4 separate regions of the Mus musculus genome follow, and all the other regions are linked to region 1. The links are chromatin contacts, called in public HiChIP or PLAC-seq maps. All regions are on one chromosome and are shown on one strand. The core of a region is the stretch at or near the end of the contact, and the rest is flanking DNA. Distances in the headings are between cores, read along the strand shown. Region 1 overlaps Llgl2 (LLGL2 scribble cell polarity complex component). Region 2 overlaps Gga3 (golgi associated, gamma adaptin ear containing, ARF binding protein 3). Region 3 overlaps Grb2 (growth factor receptor bound protein 2). Region 4 holds the start of Itgb4 (integrin beta 4).

What was found. HiChIP or PLAC-seq counts read pairs in DNA pulled down with a chosen protein or histone mark.
Region 2: a contact with region 1 is called in an H3K27ac HiChIP or PLAC-seq map of embryonic stem cells, with 4 times the contacts expected there. The contact joins two enhancer-like sites. A contact is called at or near these places in 1 of 39 promoter capture datasets (embryonic stem cells), 1 of 484 Hi-C or Micro-C datasets (bone marrow-derived macrophages), 6 of 115 datasets of contacts at active chromatin or transcription factors (embryonic forebrain, embryonic stem cells, epiblast stem cells and 1 more) and 4 of 9 other capture datasets (adipose tissue, embryonic stem cells, liver and 1 more).
Region 3: a contact with region 1 is called in an H3K27ac HiChIP or PLAC-seq map of hepatocytes, with 2.3 times the contacts expected there. The contact joins two enhancer-like sites. A contact is called at or near these places in 2 of 39 promoter capture datasets (cranial neural crest and liver), 4 of 484 Hi-C or Micro-C datasets (embryonic stem cells, natural killer cells and rod photoreceptor), 24 of 115 datasets of contacts at active chromatin or transcription factors (the SCID.adh cell line, bone marrow-derived macrophages, effector CD8 T cells and 15 more) and 3 of 9 other capture datasets (adipose tissue, liver and pancreatic islet).
Region 4: a contact with region 1 is called in a FOXA1 HiChIP or PLAC-seq map of pancreatic cancer cells. The contact joins the promoter of Itgb4 here to the enhancer-like site in region 1. A contact is called at or near these places in 2 of 484 Hi-C or Micro-C datasets (bone marrow-derived macrophages and reprogramming fibroblasts), 6 of 115 datasets of contacts at active chromatin or transcription factors (double positive thymocytes, embryonic stem cells, extraembryonic endoderm stem cells and 2 more) and 2 of 9 other capture datasets (adipose tissue and liver).

The regions. Positions count from the first base shown.
Region 1 is chr11:115,837,647-115,840,785 of GRCm38.p6, forward strand. The region is part of intron 2 of Llgl2 (LLGL2 scribble cell polarity complex component); the gene reads left to right. Among named protein-coding and RNA genes, the nearest start is that of Llgl2, 15 kb to the left of the region's middle. Within about 2 kb of position 1,440, at least 68 of the 459 cell types and tissues checked have an H3K27ac peak or open chromatin away from gene starts, as enhancers often do. A contact at or near this core is called in embryonic stem cells, extraembryonic endoderm stem cells, hepatocytes and 3 more, where this site is marked.
Region 2 is chr11:115,586,827-115,589,965 of GRCm38.p6, forward strand. It overlaps Gga3 (golgi associated, gamma adaptin ear containing, ARF binding protein 3), which reads right to left. Exons shown (of 17, transcript NM_173048.3): 9 at 2,229-2,310; 10 at 2,030-2,146; 11 at 1,486-1,719; 12 at 1,110-1,177; 13 at 580-890; 14 at 170-375. Among named protein-coding and RNA genes, the nearest start is that of Gga3, 16 kb to the right of the region's middle. Within about 2 kb of position 1,670, at least 5 of the 459 cell types and tissues checked have an H3K27ac peak or open chromatin away from gene starts, as enhancers often do. A contact at or near this core is called in embryonic stem cells, where this site is marked.
Region 3 is chr11:115,690,629-115,693,767 of GRCm38.p6, forward strand. The region is part of intron 2 of Grb2 (growth factor receptor bound protein 2); the gene reads right to left. Among named protein-coding and RNA genes, the nearest start is that of Grb2, 16 kb to the right of the region's middle. Within about 2 kb of position 1,538, at least 102 of the 459 cell types and tissues checked have an H3K27ac peak or open chromatin away from gene starts, as enhancers often do. A contact at or near this core is called in hepatocytes and liver, where this site is marked.
Region 4 is chr11:115,973,071-115,976,209 of GRCm38.p6, forward strand. Itgb4 (integrin beta 4) reads left to right here and starts at 1,655. Exons shown (of 40, transcript NM_001005608.2): 1 at 1,655-2,084.

The sequences.
Region 1 (3,139 bases), core at 190-2,689:
TGATAGCCCCATTCACTCACTGTGAGGCCTTGGCACAGCTCTAGAATGGAGATGATCTTAGATTTCGATTTAGGTTGAGGGAGACGTAAACAGAGCCAGCGTGACGTGAAGGGCTGTACACGTGTGTCCACCGAGTGCTTGGCTAAACGCCACAGAATCAAAGGTGCATGGGCTGTTGTCAGACTCCACACAGGAATTCCTCATGTGCAGGTTAGGGTCCGCGCCTGCACAGTGGCTACTCACGGTGTGGTCACATCTGGGAGTGCCACCCTGAAGGTCAGGCTGTCAGGCAGCGTGTCGTGGGCAATGCGTGCAACAACAGAACAGTGGCATCGCCCGCCACACGACAGATGCCCAAACAGCTTACAGATCCCAGCTTCTAAACCAGTTCTAGGCCTTTCCACAGAGCCAGCAAGATGCCTCACACAAAACGGGGACGCTGCCCTAGCTAGGGCCATGAGGGTTACCTGTCCTTGGCCAGGAGTTGTGACCATGACCAGAAAAAGGGGCTGGCTGCCAGGGGACCAAGTCTAGCTCAGGGGCTGGGTGCCAGGCATCAGGGCTGGGTGTTAACAGTGGTTGGGGCAGGGAACTGGAGCCATATAGCCGGGCCTTGGTTCTGATTCAGCTCTCACCACGTGACCATGTAGACATTGATTAGCCTGTCTATTCCTCAGTTTCCTCTTCCGTGAAGTGGGGTTGCTAAGCACCCTAATGGAGGCTGGTGCAGTGGACAGGTTTCATGGCTCTATTTATTTTAGTTTGTTTCCTATATGTATGCATGTTATGCCTTCATGTATGTATGGGCACCACATGCGTGGCTGGTGCTTCCAGAGATCAGAAGCTCCTGGAACTGGAGTTAGGGATGGCTGTGTCCCATCATGTGGGTGCTGGAACTGGTTCTGTGTCCTCTGCAAGAGCAGCAAGTGCTTTTCACTGCTGAGCCATCTCTCCAGCCCCATGTTCAATCGCTTCTTATGGGCAGCATCAAGTAGCATGGTTTGCTCGGAGCTCAGTGTCTTTACCTGCTGTCTACCACTTGTACCCTCTTAGCACACTCACCTCCAACCCAGTCAGGCAGCTTAGGTTCCCACTGAAGACTAGCTAAGGGAACAGGGACTACCTCAGGGGCTGGACGGACGTCCTGGTCTTAGTGAAACCCTGCTCCTTGAACATTGTTTGGGGCCTGCTTGCCCCTCTGGTGAAACCCAGGCACCCACTAGTAGCCACACCCCAGTGTGAGCAGACCTAGGCCTAGGTGCCTGCGCTGGACTGCTGCAGAATAACACACCCCCCTCAGAACCCTCCCCACCACCACACCTCCCAAATCAAATAAATGGTGTGTTTCTAACCAACTAGGCCCGCCCAGCCCAGACCACATCGTTTTGTTGTGGCTTTTGCCTACATGGGCACCAGTGTCAGATGACAACCACACAGAGAGGCCAAGTTGCTTGGGCCAGGAATCTGAGCTTACCACACCCAGTATCTGGCAGAGCCACTGCAGGCAGGTGGATCTGCCCCTCCTCCCTCCTCCCTCCTCCCTCCTGAGGCCCTCAGCAGCTTCTGGGAGCTCTCCTCTCAGCCCCTGACAGACACTACAGGGTCCCCAAAGCCGTGGGCTTGGAGGACAGTCCTCCCCAGCTGAGTGTAAGGGTGAAGGGCAACACCCGCTACCCACCCACCCCCACCTCTCACAATCTGACAGGGACTTGGGCTAATATTACAGTCTGGCGGCTTCTGTTCATCTTTGCTCTCCTTTCCCTGTCAAAAGAGCCCATTGTTCTCTTCTCCCTTAGCAGAGGTCACCTGAGCCCAGGTAGCAGGACAGGACAGGACAGGACAGAGGCTGAGGAGACAACGGGAGGGAGAACTGCAGAGCGTTGGTCCACCTTCTTGTTTTAGAGTTCTCTGGGGTCTGGGAATCCTATGCTTGGGGTATCCCCAGGCTCTACCTGCTGCCCACGTGCTCTGGATTACAGGGGGGAGGGGACAGGACACTCTCTTGGCGGCTCCACAACACTCTGTGGGCGGCTCCTTTGAGAAAGGCCACCTCACCCTTTAGGGACCTAACTAAGGCGGGGGATTACTAGCATGTAGAACTTACACTCAGGGGACTCCGAACCTTGAAAGTTTACAAGAGTCTTAGCTGCTGTGGAAGGGACACCAGTGTGGGCAGGGCACTTAGGTGCCGGGTAGTTGGGACCTTCCCTTCCCTGCTTTCCCCAGGACACACCCAGGCTTCCTAGTTCCTCCTTGTTTCCTCCCTGGGTTCTGAGCCACATCCTTCCTTCTTATCCCAGCAGGGGCCACTGAGCCTTCCGTGTGCCCCACCCACAGGGCTCACAGGGCTCAGGCCTGGCTTGGCCTCCTCTAAGGAGTCAGCTCATGTGGGCCCTGTCCAGGGAAAGTCATGGGAGCCTATGTCCCTTGTTTTGCTTTTGAGAGAGCCTTGGTCCCTCAGTGTTGTCAGCTGGATAAGATGCCCTGGGGGCGGGGGCACACTGCAGAATACTAAGGACCCTAGCAGCCAGCCGCAGCCTAGGGACAGTTCTCACACTGGGGTGAGCAATCAGAACACACACTCTGTATTCACAAGATGCCTCGTGTTCAGTCCAAGGACACACTGCTCAGGGCATCCTGAATGTCATTCTGGTGAGCCTGACTGGGTGCCTGTTCTCAACTGGCCTTTGGAAGGACAGGGAGGAGTGGTCACAGTCCTTGGGACTCTGAAGGAAGTAAGAGATGGGGGATGCCCAACCTTTGCAGCAGGAAGGATTCAAGCAGGATTGTTGAACTGCTTAAGAGCTGACGGGGCAGGTCGTGGCCTCAGAGGCCAGAAATCTGAAAATGTGTTTCTCTTTGACTTGACTTCCCTGAGGATGCGAAGTCAGAATATTCTAGGGTAGTATGTTGGTCCAGTAAGATTACAATAGGAGACTGGGCTGTGTACACCTTTAATCCCAGCACCCGGGAGACAGAGGCAGGGGGATCTCTGTGAGTTTGAGGCCAGCTTGCTTGGTCTACAGAGTGAGTTCCAGGACAACCAGGGCTACACAGAGAAACCCTGTCTTGAAAGACAAACAAACAAATAAACAAAGAATATAATAGGAGCCATGTATATAACTTAAAATTTCTAGCA
Region 2 (3,139 bases), core at 420-2,919, 250 kb before region 1:
AGGCACACAAACAATCATAAATAATAAAAATACAATCTTTAGAAAAGATGTGAGACTGCAGGCAAGCGGACCCTTAACAGTCAGTCAGGGACTTTTGTATGGAAAGAATCCACTGATCACACCCTACCAACACCACAGCTGAGGCTGAGCGCCTGTCCTCAGCACTTACTAGGCTTGATCGATTCCAGGGGCACATGGACACTGGCCAAGGAGAGCTCTGGGCCTTTCTGAGGGCTGCCTTGGGACTGGAAGAGAGGGCTTCCGGGCCCAGTGGAGAAGGGCAGGAGAGGTCTGGCTGGGGCAGAGGCAGGCAGCAGCGGGGAGGCAGTGGGCCCAGGAGAGAAGCAAGAAACAGGTTTCACCAAGCCTGAGGTTCTGGGGCCAAGGAAGGCAAGTCAGAAAGATGGTTAGAATGCTAGGCAACCCCTCAACCAAAGCCAGTGTCTAGCTACCTCAGGCCACTAGCTTCCAGCCTGACTCACAGTACCAAAAAGGATCCACATCCCCCATCCTATGAAGCCTCCCTTTGGTCCTATATATACGACACCCCACGCTCAGCCACCCTCTTCTATCCCTTACACTTTGGCCTCTTCCAGAAGCTGATCAAGGGCATCTAGGCGGTGCGAGGTGCTGGAGCTGGGGTATTCTGGACCTTTGGGCTCAGCCTTTGGAGCCAAGGCTGGGGCAGGTCCAGAAGAGAACATGAAGGAGCCAGTGCTGTGGGTTGGTGCACTGGCTGGGACCACAGGAGCTGGGAAGGCAGCAGGCAGTGGAGCTTGGGACATACTTGAGGTAGAAACTGGGGGAGGGAGCTGGGGTCCATCTGAGGGGCAGGAGGCCGCAGGCACTGGCCTGGGACTGAAGAAGTCCAGATCTGATGGTGGTTCATTCTGTACAACAGAAATATCAAGTGAGCAGAGACCCAGAAGGGACGAGGCCATCACCCACCGGGCCTTCTGAGGTACCCATTGTGACCCACAGAACCCTCTAGAGAATACATAAGCTCTGGTTCTAGCAAAGTGTAGCCAGCCAGAGCCTAAGAAGGAAGGGTGGGTGCCTTGTGGTCCTTGGGCATCACTTGAGTGATGCTGCTGTTATGGTGCCTCTACCTGGAACAGGTGCCACTGACTACTTCCAGGTGACTCTTTGGGAGCAGTGGGGGCGGGGTCAGTAAGGCCTAAGAACACAAAAGAAAAGTCAATGAGCTGAGCTCCTGCGCCCTCCAATCCCCCAATAACGGTCAGGTGACAAGGCAAGAGCCAGTCCTTGTAAGCCAAGAGTTCCCCTGCAGCTAGACTGGAAGAAAATGCATTTGCCCTTCATGCATGACTGAAGGGCCTCCTAGGACGAGAGGAGATGAGCTGTGCCAGAGCCTGCCATGTTTACCTTGCACTCCCTTGGAAAGTGGTCCTGTCGGCCGCCAGAGAGTTATCTAAGCACACCAACCCTTAGGCCTTCCTTCCCCAGTGCCACGCTTGGGCGTACCTAAGCAGAGGAGCTCCTCATCCAGCAAGGAGAGGGCATTGTTCGTGCTGTCAGACCCTGGGGGAGCCTCAGCCTGGCTGGATGAACGGCTTCGTGGAGGCCCGGAGGTTTGGGGGGGTGGAGGGAGGATGGGGATGCCTGAGGTGGGTGGGGCCAATGCCGGAGACGAGTTGCTGGGGGCGTCCAACTCAGCAAGGTCAATGAGGGCGCCTTGGTTACCACAGTGACTGTTTCCTAGATGGGTCGACAGAAGAGGAACAAGAGCATTCAGGGAGAATCTGTGTCCATGCCGCAAGAGGCAGGACCCGGGCATAGCTGTTCTATCTTGTGGCTCAACCTAGTGGCATTTCTCCAGGAACACTGAAAACCAGGCTTGAGAAAGCAAGGAAGGAAGTCTCCATGCACACCTCCTGGCCTCTGGGAATGGCTACTTGAAATGGCTCGGTATCCCCTCAGGAATTCCCTAAGCATTGCCATTTGGGGCTCAGTGGTCAGGGCACATGGCTGCTCTGGAGGGTTGCAGAATAGAAATCAGAATATTTACCTTCAGAGTCAGGCATGGTTGAGGTGGTCACCTCACCATTGACGATCTGCCCTTCAATAATAGTTTTGTAAGAGTTGATGACCCTGGACAGGTTGTCACTGGCCTGCAGGATGTCCCCTACAGTAGAAGAGATCCCTCACTGTGTGGGCTGTGACAACTCTCACACAGCTAAAGTTTTGACTCATCCTTTCACACTCACCCAAACTGTTGTCATTGTCCTCTGTCTCGCTGGCTAGTTTAAACAGCGTCCGCCTCTTATTCTCACAACGATCAAAGAGCTCCTGAGAGACCCAGATATAAAAACCACAACGAAAGAGGTTCTCAGAAGTCATCTGTACTGGTTAGTTTTGTGTCAACTTGACACAGCTGGAGTTACCACAGAGAAAGGAGCTTCAGTTGAGGAAATGCCTCCATGAGATCCAACTGTAAGGCATTTTCTCAATTAGTGATCAAGGGGGAAAGGCCCTTGTGGGTGGGACCATCTCAGGGCTGGTAGTCTTGGTTCTATAAGAAAGCAGGCTGAGCAAGCCAGGTGAAGCAAGCCAGTAAAGAACATCCCTCCATGGCCTCTGCATCAGCTCCTGCTTCCTGACCTGTTTGAGTTCCAGTCCTGACTTCCTTTGGTGATAAACAGCAGCATGGAAGTGTAAGCTGAATAAACCCTTTCCTCCCCAACTTGCATCTTGGTCATGATGTTTGTGCAGGAATAGAAACCCTGACTAAGACATCATCTGATTTAACATTTATGCCCAGAAAACGGTAGGACTCCCCAATAGACCACAGAGAAACTGACAGGGGTGGGAGAGGAGCATGCATCTTTGTGTCTTCAATATCTACCAAAAGACACTGCCCAAGTCATCTGTACCAACTGTTAGGTAAAATGTGCCTCAGATGATTCTGTGGGCCATGTTCTTGTGATGGTGAGCCTATATGTGTCTGAGCACTGCATGTATGTTACGGTTGTATAGCTTGGTGTTCTTGTAGGGTGCTAACAGTGGGAGCACAGGCTGTCCCTGAGTCATCTGGTGCCTTTGGAATGCTTTGCCTCCTGGTCTAGCCTTGATGTGAGAATGTGTGCCTGGTCTTACTATAGCTTGTTATAGCATATTC
Region 3 (3,139 bases), core at 288-2,787, 150 kb before region 1:
TTTGTTTTCCTATCTTCTTCTAGACACGAGCTAGGGGCCTGTCTAGAAGAGATTCATTTGGTTCAAAGAAGAAAATGGAGACAAACCACACACACACAGAGTGAGCACTGGTTGGTGACACCTTCAGTCCCAGCACTGGGGAGGCAGAGACAGGTCTCCAGCCTGGTCTACATGCTTGAGGTCAAGTCAACCAGGTATATATCTCAGACCTTGTCTCAAAAACAAACTACAGTGTATCTAGAAAATCACACCAAATTCCTCTAGTATCATAATTACCTACTAACTTAATAACAGAGCTATGAGGATAAATAATCACCTTAAAAAACAGCACAAAATAAAATGTGCCTCAGGAAACAAGCATTTTAGATCTCAAAAACTGTTTAAACATTTGACAAATCTGGTTATCATAGTCCCATAACACACTGGCTAACTCTGAAATAATCCCTTACTGTTATCCAGAGACAGAGGTGCTGTTAGATCTGCTCTAGCTGAGAATTTAGGGACGGCTCTCGGCAACTGCCTAAATCAAGTAACCATCAGCCCGGCAGCAGACCACAGGACAACACAGTATCAACTGTCCCCTCCCCCGGGAGAGTCAGAACTAAATTATTAATAGAAACAATCAAGAAACTCAGCACAGGGAACTAGGAGAGTCAATTATAGAACATTATCTTCATGTATTATGTAACCACTAAAATAATTAGTAAAATATGGAAAATACCAACTTTTAAAAGTTAAGTTTTAGCCAGGCGCATGCCCTTGGCACTGGTGCTCAAGAGGCAAAGGTGGGCAGATCTCTGTGAGTTCAAGGCCAGTCTGGTCTACAGAGGAAATTCCAGCACAGCCAAGGCTACACAGAGAAACCCTGCCCAAAAAACCAAAAATGAATGAATGAATGAATGAATGTATGAATGAATGAATGAATGAATGTGTGGTGTGTTTCCCGCAGGTGTTGCAGAGGGACGCTGGGGTTCTGGGTATAGGCACACTGACTGTGCATGTTAGGCATGCCCTTTGCCACTGAGCTCCATTTTCAGCTACCTGGTGTTTTTTACCCACATACACGCACACACATGCATACACATGCTTGCCAAGCAAGCTGCACAGGTAAAGGTCAGGGACAACTTTCAGGAGTCAATCCTCTCCTTCTACCACGTTGATTCCAGGAAGAGACCTCAGCTCATCAGGTTTGGCAGCAAGCATCTTTACCCATGGAGCCATCTCAACAGCCTATACTGCGCAGTGATAACACTTAGAAGACTTCTAAAATAGTAATACTAAAAGGGTTTATACAGAATTTGGAGTTTCCTACCCCCCCCCAAAATAATGTAGGATAAAATAAGTTTAAATGGGCTGGGTGTGGTGGCACAAGCCTCTAATCCCAGCACTTGGGAGGCAAAGAGAACTCAAAGATCACAGATCTCTGTGAGTTCAAGGCCAGCACCGTCTACACAGAGTTCCAGAACATCCAGGGCTACATAGTGAGTCCCTCACGCAAACAAACCAAAACTAAAATCAAATAAATCAGCTGAGCTCTGGGCCAGGGTTTTGCAATCCTGAATCTGAGGCAAGAGCAGACCAGCACTTACCAGCTTAGTGGGCAGAGGCATAGGAATCAGGAGTTCTCCAACACTGCCTATGGTCCTGAGTCATATTAGTAAAATCAACTACAGCTAGCCAATTACAGTCTATGGATGTCAGTCATTGCTTTGAGCACACTAATGAGTTAGATCTTTTAAACTTAATGGTGGCCCTAGGAAGGCAGGTATTGTTATTCACATTTTACAGAAGAGATAACCAAAATGCAAAATTGCTAAGCAAACTGACTAAGATCCCAAGTTCACTTGGCTAGTTATTAGGAGAACTAAGATTCAGAAGCTAGCCTGGAGTCCAACTCTTTATAATACAGAGAAACTGTTGTTTTTCATTCCACATGAAGGAGGCAGTGAAATCAGAGAGTATTTGCCAAGTAGTGCAAGACTTTCCTCAGTCATCTGGGTTTTTTGTTTTTTAAGGTCTCAAAGTTTTGATAGTAAGCACAGACTACGGTGTACTTTAGTCTAAAAAAGATTTAAAACCAGGGCTGGAGAGATGCTTTGCTCTTATTAACGTGGCCTGCTCTCCCTAATGACCAGAGCTTGATTCCCTGTACAGATGTTGGGTGGTTCACAGCTCTAGAGAAAGCAGCACCCTCTCTTGACCTTAGTTCCTGAGCTACCTCTAGTTTCCTTCACAGGACAGAAAACACTTAACCGTTCTTAAGGTCAAGACCTCCAGCAAGGGCTTCAACCTACTGTCACGGAGGCAGGCTGGGGAGCCTCCAGGGGAGACTGCGTGTCCTCAGTCATTTCTTTCCCCAGAAGAGGAAGTGGCTCTCTCCCAGCTCCTCAAGACATGCAGGAACTGAAAGTTCATTCTCCGCACTGGGGTGGAAGCTGACACTCAGCTGACAAGTGAACGTCAGGGTCAGGAAGCTACTTGCCTTGAGAGAACTCAAATGGCAAACTGGTATCTCAGAAACTAAGCTGAGCACAGTGGCTCCTATCTGTAATCCTAACAGGCTGAGGCAGGAGGGCTTGCCGGAGTTTGAGGCCAGACTGACTACATAGTGATTTCTGTTAACTGACCACTACAAAATGAAGCAGTGTCTGAAAAAAAAGAAGAAAGAGAAAGAGCACAGTTCGCATCTAGGTACTTCACATCTGCAATCCTGGACTCAGAAGGCTACCATAAGAGGAAAACCTCGGGCTGGAGAGATGGCTCAGCCGTTAAGAGCACTGATTCTTCTTCTGAAGTCCTGAGTTCAAATCCCAGCAACCACATGGTGGCTCACAACCATCTGTAATGGGTTCTGATGCCCTCTTCTGGTGTGTCTGAAGACAGCTACAGTGCACTTACATATAATAAATAAATCTTAAAAAAAAAAAAAAAGAGGAAAACCTCAAGTTCAGGTCTCTCTGCACTATACTGTGAGTTCGAGGCCAAGCTAGATCCCAGAACAAGACCTTTTCTCGTACCTACACACAAAAGCAAAAATAAGATGCAAAAAGTTAACAACTCTCCTGGTCAACAAATGGACCAATGAAACAAGCAGATACCTCTCAAAGGATGACAGGAACAAACCCCAAATGGTCAATAA
Region 4 (3,139 bases), core at 405-2,904, 140 kb after region 1:
CGAGTGCTGGGATTAAAGGCGTGCGCCACCACACCCAGCTGCAAAGAACTATTTTTAAATCAATGTGTAGAGCTCTTCTTTTCCAGACTGGACTGGGTGCCTACTGGAGTGGCTGATGTCCACAAGGAACTGAGCTGGCCTGGAACATACATCTGAGTGCCGAAAACATACTGGGCTCCTTCCCCAGTGCCCCCACATTCAGGAGGAAGTCTCCCTGGGGACCTGGCCTGTGCAGAACAGCCCTCAGATGGCTGGACAGGGCTGACAGGGCTATTAAAAATCATTTTTATTTGTATTATGTTTGAAGCAAAATCTATATAGCCCTGGCTGGCCTGAAGCTCTCCATGTAGACCAGGCTGACCTTGAACTCACAGAGATCCACCTGCCTCTGCCTCCTGAGTGCTTGGATGAAAGGCCTGCTACACAACAGCAGTGCCCCAACAGACTCGTTTTACTCATTTGTTTATGTGAGAGGGTGGGATGGATGTACACACCACAGAGACCTTGTGACAATGAGTCCCACCAGGAATCAAACTCAAGTCATGAAGTTTGTCAGCAGGCACCTTGACCCATTAAGACATCTTACCCAATCACACTTTTTTTTTTTTTTTTTTTTAACTCCTCTATGTACCAGGCACCAGGGCTGGGGCTGGGCTGGTGAAAAAAAAACCAAAAAACAAAAAAAAAACCAAAAAAACAAAAACCTCCCTTCTCTCTAGCCCAGACCTGGGCATAGGCCTCTCCACCTCTCCTAACTTGGATTACCCCAGGTTGGGGCAGAAAACATGGGTTCTCCGAGTCCACAGTCCAGTGGGATGATCATTTCAAACCAGTATAGCAAATGCCATAAAGAAGCCATACTCTGGTCTGGAGGTCTAGTTTAGTGGTAGAGTACATGGCTGATACGCATGAAGACCTATGTTCCATACCAAGCACCGAATCAAAAGGAAGATAATAAAAGGACAGGTGTGGTGATGGATGCCTGTAATCCCAGCACTTGCAAGGCAGGGGCAGAAGAATTACCCCAAGTTCAAGACTAGCCTGGACTACACAGTGGGAAAAGGCCATATTCTCCGACCAGACTTAGAAACCAACAGAGGATGTGGCAAAGCCGAAGAAAACTAAAGATCTTGTAACATTAGTTCAGGGTCTTCAAATATAAGGATAAATCTGGCTGAGTTTCAGACTGCATACTCTGGCTCTGACACTTGGCGAGCTTGAAGCCCCCACGGGTTGAGGAGGTCCAGTGCCAGCGGTGAGCATTAGCTAACCTGGTGAGACTAGAGTTGGGTTCTTGCAGCGCCTCAACGGACTCATTATTAAACAGAAACGGGGCCTGAAGGCACTCGAGAGCCTGCCGCAAGAGTAAGATTTGTGAATCAGCTTGTCACCAACACTGTAACAATCCATGAGTGCTACTCCACACTAGGTCACGTGGCCTCTTGATGGCTACAATTACATTTTAAGGAGATTTGAGTATCCGAAGAAACCTAGAGGCCCCAGTCCTTGCCTATCGGTTCCTCTAGTAGAGGCAGAGAGAACCCAGTGGCCAGCAGTCCAAGAGTGCTAAGTCTCCCTACCAGTTTGGGGCACGACCTATCCTCGCGCTGACACGGAGAGGGTGGTGCACGACCCGATGACCGTCGAGGCAGCGGGACTGACCCAGCTGGGCTCACTGTATTAAGAAGCGGACCCGCGACCCGGAGCGGCCCGGGGACCCGATCTGGGAGCCTGGACGGGTGGGGAAGACGGAGCCCCGGTCTGTGCTGCAGGGAAGAGTGGCTCCTCCTCCAGCCCCCTCCGCGGCGGCTCGGGGCTCGGGGCCGGCGCCGGTTGAGCCGCAGCCCTTTCCGGGGGGCGGGCCTGGCGGCTGCGGCGACACCCCAGCTCCTGCCCCGACAGGTGCGCGCAGCGCGCAGGAATGCAGTCCGCCTGACTCACCAGCGCCTCCTTCCTACCTGCGCCGCCCGTCCATAAAGCGCTGCTGGCTCCCGCCCGCCGCCGCCCGCCCTGCTGTCCCGCCGGGCTCGCCCGCGCGCTCAGCTCGACCCAACGCAGCCCAAGTCCGAGGTAGTCTCACTAAGGTAGGTGCAGGTCCCGCTGCAGATCCGAGGGCACACCGCCCGCCCCGGTGCCCCGGGACAACAGGGCTGGAGAGGAAAGTGAATACCCACTCCCGCCCGGGGCTTTTGTTTCCCTTCCCTTCCCTGAAGATTGGCAGGCCCTGGCTCCCTCTGCCCATGCTGCCAGGACAGGTGCCAACCCTGCCAGGATGTGGGAAGGGGACAGCTGGGAGCGGGGTAGTTGGGATCTAGGGAAAGAATGGTGAACATCAGATACCCCTGCTAGAAAAGGACACTGGGTAGGTGGGTAATAGGAGTGGGTAGAGGCTGGGGGCTCACCAGCCCTCTGAGTGCTACCTCCCCTGAATCTGAAGACAGTAGAGGAACAACTTAACTACCTTGCAGCAAGCCCCCTTCTTGTCCGGCTTGACAGGACCTGCTGTGTGGTGACCCGGGTGCATGTCAGGCGTGGGGAGTCCCTGATTTTCCTCTTGGCTGGCCCGCAGCCTGCTCTCTTCCCAAAGCCCGCTCCAGGCACCTTTGTTTGGGGGACCTTTCAGAATCTCATCCAGCAGTCCCGCGAGCACTTGGCCCCGCCATACACTCTTTCCCACGATCCTTGGAGGAGCCTTCTGGCTGTCACTGTGGCCCGGGACTCCAGGTGGCTCCCAAGGGTAGGGGCAGACCTCTTCCTTCTTCCTGACAGACTTGCCACACCCTGAGCATAGGTTCAACCCAGATGGCACGTTTGTTTCTACCCTCACTAAAAGTGAAAATCGAGTCTCCTGGGGGCTGAGAGAATGGACAGCAGAAAATGAGCGTTTGACTCCTTAACTCTGACTTCCAATAGCTGACAGGGTAGGCAAGGGGCTGTTACAGCTTCAAGAACTGCTGTCCTGTCTGGCCCAGCCTGCCATGGCTACACACTCTGTGATGGCATCCTCAGTCCTAGTCTTTATGTGGAATCTTGTTTCTATACTAGGCGACTACTTTTAGAACTTTTAAAATACAATTTGGGTCGAAGCAAACACTCGAGTGTCTGCCTAGGCCTTTACATTATATAGTTCCTGTGTGTG